2 separate regions of the Sus scrofa genome follow, and region 1 is linked to region 2. The links are chromatin contacts, called in public HiChIP or PLAC-seq maps. All regions are on one chromosome and are shown on one strand. Each heading gives the region's core, a stretch centred on a gene start, on an enhancer-like site or on the middle of the called end of the contact. The rest is flanking DNA. Distances are from core to core; before and after follow the strand shown. Region 1 holds the start of PTPN22 (tyrosine-protein phosphatase non-receptor type 22). Region 2 holds the start of AP4B1 (AP-4 complex subunit beta-1).

Region 1 (2,769 bases), core at 52-2,551, 35 kb after region 2:
GTTGAATTTCTGTCCTCAAACAGATATGTTATGCTGGTTTTTATTTTGTTCTGTTACCAAATGAGATACTCTTGGGTAGGTCTGTACCCATTGAGGAGAGAATTTATGCAAGCTGAGCTATGGAAGCTTTTTCTAGAACAGAAAGGCCCCATTAGGGGCCAAATGCGACATGCACAGCGTGGCTTCCTGAAACAGTGGCCTTCCCGCATTGACTGCAGAGTACACGTGTCTTCTCTAGAGATAGTTGTTCGGGCTTTCAGCCTTGAAATTTGCACTGTTCCCGGCAGGGTGGTTGATTTTTACTCTTTTTCCTCTTCCTTCATATTTTACTAGCATGACATTCAGGGGATTTTTTTTTTCCCGCCTTTTAGGGCCACACTCGCAGCATATGGAGGTTCCCAGGCTAGGGGTTGAATCGGAGCTGCAACTGCCGGCCTACACCACAGCCACAGCAGCGCCATGTCTGCAACGTAAACAGCTCATGGCCATGCCGGATCCTTAACCCACTGAGTGAGGCCAGGGATCAAACCCGGAACCTCATGGTTCCTAGTCGGAATTATTTCTACTGTGCCACACAGGAACTCCACATTCATGGGTTTTGTGCCATCTTCCCGGTCAGGAGCTCCTTCTGGGGGCCACTGTGCTCCTGGATCCTTTACAGACCAGTGCCCTCAGTCTTTATACCCAGAACCCAAAGAAGCTCAAGAAGTCCTGGAGGGCTGGGGTGGGTTCTGAACTCAACGGCACTTCCCTTACTGGACGTGAGCACTTCCCCAGCCCTGGGAGAGACGTGGACTGTCAGAAGCAGCCGACTTTGCTTCACACAAAGGAGAGGTTGAGATCTCTATGGCAGACTTAAACTTTCTGAAGAAAACTGCCTTCTCTGATGCAGAGAAGTTTGCTAGGATCACACTGACAAGAAACTTCTGAGAAGACTCCAGGGTCTGTCTCTCTTCTGCGGTTAAATGAACCTTATAGAGTTCATCTGGGCCTCAAGGAATCAGAAGCATCAAAGGGTCTTTGTGCTCATTGGGGAACTAGGAAGAGACCATCCATCCATGGGGACCTGTAATTCTGCCTTTTCTCTAGGAAGCAAGAAAAACAATGACTTTGGCTTCAGGGCAATGGAGGAGAATAGACTCGGAGCTATGTTCTGCTTGGCCTCCTGTGTATTACAAACCTGACTTGTAATCAGGTTCTTCTCTTGGGAAGGAAGGCACTAGGGCCCAGGAGTGAGGTGCTGGCTTTGTTGTGTGACCACAGAGGGCTGGTTACGCACTAATTTCCTCTGGGGCTTGTGATGAAGTCAGTAAACCACAGCCTTCAACATGCTCTGCTCAGGCAGCAGCGGTGGCTTCTCAGTGCTGTCTCGGCCATGACACACATTTGACATGCCCTCCTTTAAACCGCTCAGAGACGGTCTCTCTTGCCCTGCAGCATGGACCAAAGAGAAGTCCTACAGAAGTTCCTGGATGAGGCCCAAAACAAGAAAAATAACAAAAAGGAGTTTGCCAGTGAATTTCTGGTAAGTCCTATATGTGACCCGGTCGGGCTAGTGACATAGATGTTTAACTGCTTGCAATGGTCCAATTCTTTTAGACCAAATTGCTCTTGTGATCAAGTGCATATCAGACCTTTGGGGGAAGAAGGCATCCTAAAAGTGTGACTTCTCTAAGTGGCGTGTGTGTCCTTCGGGTGTCCTCTACCATGCCTGATAGCTTAGCTTTCTTAGCAAAACATAGTTTGGAATATTTTGTGTGCTAGTTCTTGGAGGTTGACTGGGAATCCTCCAAAAGACCTGCATCATTCCAGGGGTACAAACCTAATATTCATTGAACATCTGGAGTTCCCAGGTATCTGAGTTCTAGGTTTATGTTTCAAAGGACTCATTTTCATGCATATCAAGAGGAACCAGAGCAAGGTTCCCTTTTCATGGAGCATTACCCTTTTGGCCTCCTGTGGGGTTCCATTTGGATGACAGAGGCTTTTGAAGAGCACCAAGCCACGTTTATTTTTTGTCGTGTCTTTGGGCAATAACAGGGTTTCCTTAACCTTCTTTTGCTGGCTGGGGTAGGACAGGGAGCAGAGAAAAGTGAGGGACATGGTGAGAAACATAAGCACAAGGGAGCCTGGGATCACCTGGGTTTGATTACCCAGGGGAACACGGCATCTCCTGCGGGGGAACTGGTTATTGACGCAGTGGCAGCTGAGCAGGCCTCATTCATTCAATGAGCCAGCTCGCCCGGGGACACAGGATATCTGAGGGTACCTACCATGCATTTTGGAATACTTCCAGCTGATGATTCGAAGCTGTAGGGACTTCAAACTGTACCTTTTCAGCTGTGAAGAAATGGGAAAAATAAGAGAGTTTAAGTGTAAAATCTGAAATTAAATCATGATTCTGTCCTCAAGCAAATGATCAACTATTTGAAATGTGCCTTGATCTCACCTGGTCTCTATTTTCTAACTTCCGCAGTGGGGATAAGTCAGGCCCTGCCTCTCTGCACAGGATTATTGTGATGTCTCAATATCCACAACAATAATGCTTAAATGTGGCTGTTCATTCAGTAACACTTAATGAGCACCTGCTGTGTACCAAGTTCAGTTCTAGGCACTGAGGATATGGTAGTGAACAAAACAAAAACCTTTGCCCCCGTGGAGTTAACATTTCGCAGATAGATGTGAAACCACTTTGTAAATGTTCTCGAGTGATTAGGTTCTTATCACTGAGTTATTGCCTATTATGATAGAAACCACTGTGTCAGCTCA
Region 2 (2,700 bases), core at 189-2,688:
CTCCCTCATTTTTCCCTGGATCAGAAGCTGTGATGCGGATTTCCAAACAATCTTCCCTTCCACCTCCCACTCTCTCTCTCTCTTTTTTTTTGGTCTTTTTTTAGGGCCACACCCAAGGCATGTGGAAGTTCACAGGCTAGGGGTCTAAAGGGAACTGCAGCGGCGGACTTACACCACAGCAACTCGGGATCTGAGCCCCTCTGAGACCTACACCACAGCTCAGCAACGCCAGATTCTTAACCCACTTAGCAAGGCCAGGGATAGATCCTGCGTCCTCATGGATGCTAGACAGATTCCTTTCTGCTGAGCCAGCTGGGAACTAACTCCCCCTGCCCCGCCTTTGTACAAGTTTAAATTAAGAATCCAGAAAACAAGTCTAGTCAGCGATTCTCAAACTTTCTTGATCATAATAATCTTTTAGGAGGCGCCTGCTTAAAAAAAAATCCAACTAGATTTCCAGGACCTGCACCAGCTATCTACTGAATCAGATGAGGGAGGAGTGAGGTCCTGGAGAATCTGTGTATTTACTCACTACATGAGGTGGATTCTTAAGATAAGGCAAGTTTGGGAAACACTGGCCTAGTTTATGTCAAGAGGTAGGAACAGTTTCTTTGGCTGGACTAAAAGATATCCCCGACTTATCGTTAAAACATTCCTATTCGGCCAGATATAAGCCATACTCCTATTTTGGGCTAACGATGCATATCTGGGTTCAAACAACTATGGCATTTGTAAACATCAGTCCTCCCTAGCCCCTACCTTAAGACTTCAAGGCTGGGACAGATCAGAAGTCCCCACCCACATGCCGGGACCATCTCTTGGTCCCCATACCTGCAGGTGACGATGCAAGAGGTAAGCAGTGATTGGGGAGCAGTAGACGGGCCGGCACCAGGTGCTAGACAGACCCACGGTATGGTCCGAGTGCATGTGGGACAAGAAGAAGAGCCGGGCGCAGCCAGCCCGGCGTAGGCTCCAAAAGTCCACAGCGATGGGCGTATGAGGGATCAGGACCCCGTTCATGGTGGCAGGGTTGGCGAGTCACCAGGCGGATCTTCATGGAAACAGAGCTCCTGCGTGAGGCTACGACAGCGGCATCATGAAAAAAGGCATGCCGGGGCAAGTACGGAGCCAGAGACGCTAAGAAAAGCCAACCCAGTGGAAGAATGAGTGGGCAGAAAGAAGGAAGTGACCATGCTCGTGGGCGTCCTGGGGTGGAAAGGCAAATCTCGGAAGGCGCCGGGCGGAGCGCCACTCCCCGCAGCGCGCGCGGGAGCCGGGGCCGAGGCTGGGCACTCAAAGCGCGCGCTATTGGGCGGAGACAGGCCGAAGTAGCCGACTTCCGATTGCGCGCCGCTGCTCCGCCAGAGGGAGCCGCGCGGCTGCGCCGGGAGGTGAGAGCTTGGGGGAAGGGCACCCTAAGGTCGGGATCCAGTCTGCGCTCGGCGCTCCCTGGGAGCAGGTGATTGGCAGCTGCTCTGCGTGGTCTCTCTCGAGGAGGCGGGACTTCCGCAGAAAGCTTGATTGGGCCTGTCGGTGACCGCAACCGCGTGGAGGCGCAAGAAAGGCTGGGACCGGAGAGGGTGGGGTCCGCGGACTGTTGGCTGCCAGGCTGGAAATCCGCCCCGGGCCCTAGAGGTTGCGGGAGAGACCTGTGGACGGGGTGAACCTGTCTGCAGGTCCGGGGATGGAACGGCACAGCTTAGGGTGGGCCTCGCCCCGCAGCGAGAGGGTTGAAGTTTGGGCCTGGATGCCGGCCCTGGGGAAGCCAAGGCTGGGGCAACATCGCGCCTGTAGTGTCTTCACTGACTGACTTTTCCTTTACCCAGGTTCCCACATCAGGGCTGGAAGGAGCCCACGAGTTACCCAGAGATCTGTGGGAACTGCCCCGTGACTGTTGGAGAAGATGCCGTACCTTGGCTCGGAGGATGTGGTGAAGGAGCTGAAGAAGGCTCTGTGTAACCCTCACATACAGGCTGATAGGCTGCGCTATCGGAATGTCATCCAGCGCGTGATTAGGTATCACCTAACGCCCCACCTCCCCCCTGGCCACCCCCATCAGGGCTCTCTACCCCTGGCCGCTCGGAAAGAGTAAATGAACTTTCTTACATGGCAGTCGTATGATTTGGTCTTGCTGCTTCTCCGGAATGCCATCTAAGTCTCCCTTGTGGGACATATTTTACTTCTTTGACTCGGCTGGGTGTTGTCATCCATTTCTTGGACTTGTACAGCTGGCTTCGGATACCTAGTACAGACCTCCTCTTTTATTTTTCCGCCCACACATCCTACTGCCTGCTTGTGATTTTAACCTGGATATGTCTTCAAAGACATGCAAAAATAGCACTTACATCCCTCCTGGCTCCCCAAACCTGCTCTTCTGCTTGTTATTCATGCTGATGAATGTCACCAGCCAGCTGACCAAGCGGTGTCGGTCTTGACACCTGATCTTCACTACTTGAGTCAGATGGTGTGGATTCATGGTTCTAAATATCCATCCCCCCCTCCACTTGTTAAAATTGGCACTCTGTTGTTCTAGTTTCCTTTATAAAAGCAGTTGCCTTGGCTTAGTAGTAGGTCACCTTGGCACCTCATTTCATTCAGAATGGTTTTGCAGCATACGAGTTTGACAGTGACCTGTGGGTCACAAACTTTGGTATGCACAAAGTCCCTTGGGGATGCTTTTTAGGAAAATATAAAATTTCC

What was found. HiChIP or PLAC-seq counts read pairs in DNA pulled down with a chosen protein or histone mark.
Region 1: a contact with region 2 is called in an H3K27ac HiChIP or PLAC-seq map of alveolar macrophages. The contact joins the promoter of PTPN22 here to the promoter of AP4B1 in region 2. A contact is called at or near these places in 2 of 47 Hi-C or Micro-C datasets (embryonic fibroblasts and skeletal muscle) and 2 of 2 datasets of contacts at active chromatin or transcription factors (alveolar macrophages and skeletal muscle).

The regions. Positions count from the first base shown.
Region 1 is chr4:106,690,801-106,693,569 of Sscrofa11.1, forward strand. It overlaps PTPN22 (tyrosine-protein phosphatase non-receptor type 22), which reads left to right and starts at 1,302. Exons shown (of 21, transcript XM_021090719.1): 1 at 1,302-1,525. The coding sequence starts at 1,439.
Region 2 is chr4:106,655,194-106,657,893 of Sscrofa11.1, forward strand. It overlaps AP4B1 (AP-4 complex subunit beta-1), which reads left to right and starts at 1,439. Exons shown (of 11, transcript XM_021090715.1): 1 at 1,439-1,580; 2 at 1,827-2,016. The coding sequence starts at 1,904. It overlaps DCLRE1B (5' exonuclease Apollo), which reads right to left and starts at 1,297. Exons shown (of 4, transcript XM_003125837.4): 1 at 832-1,297. The coding sequence starts at 1,020.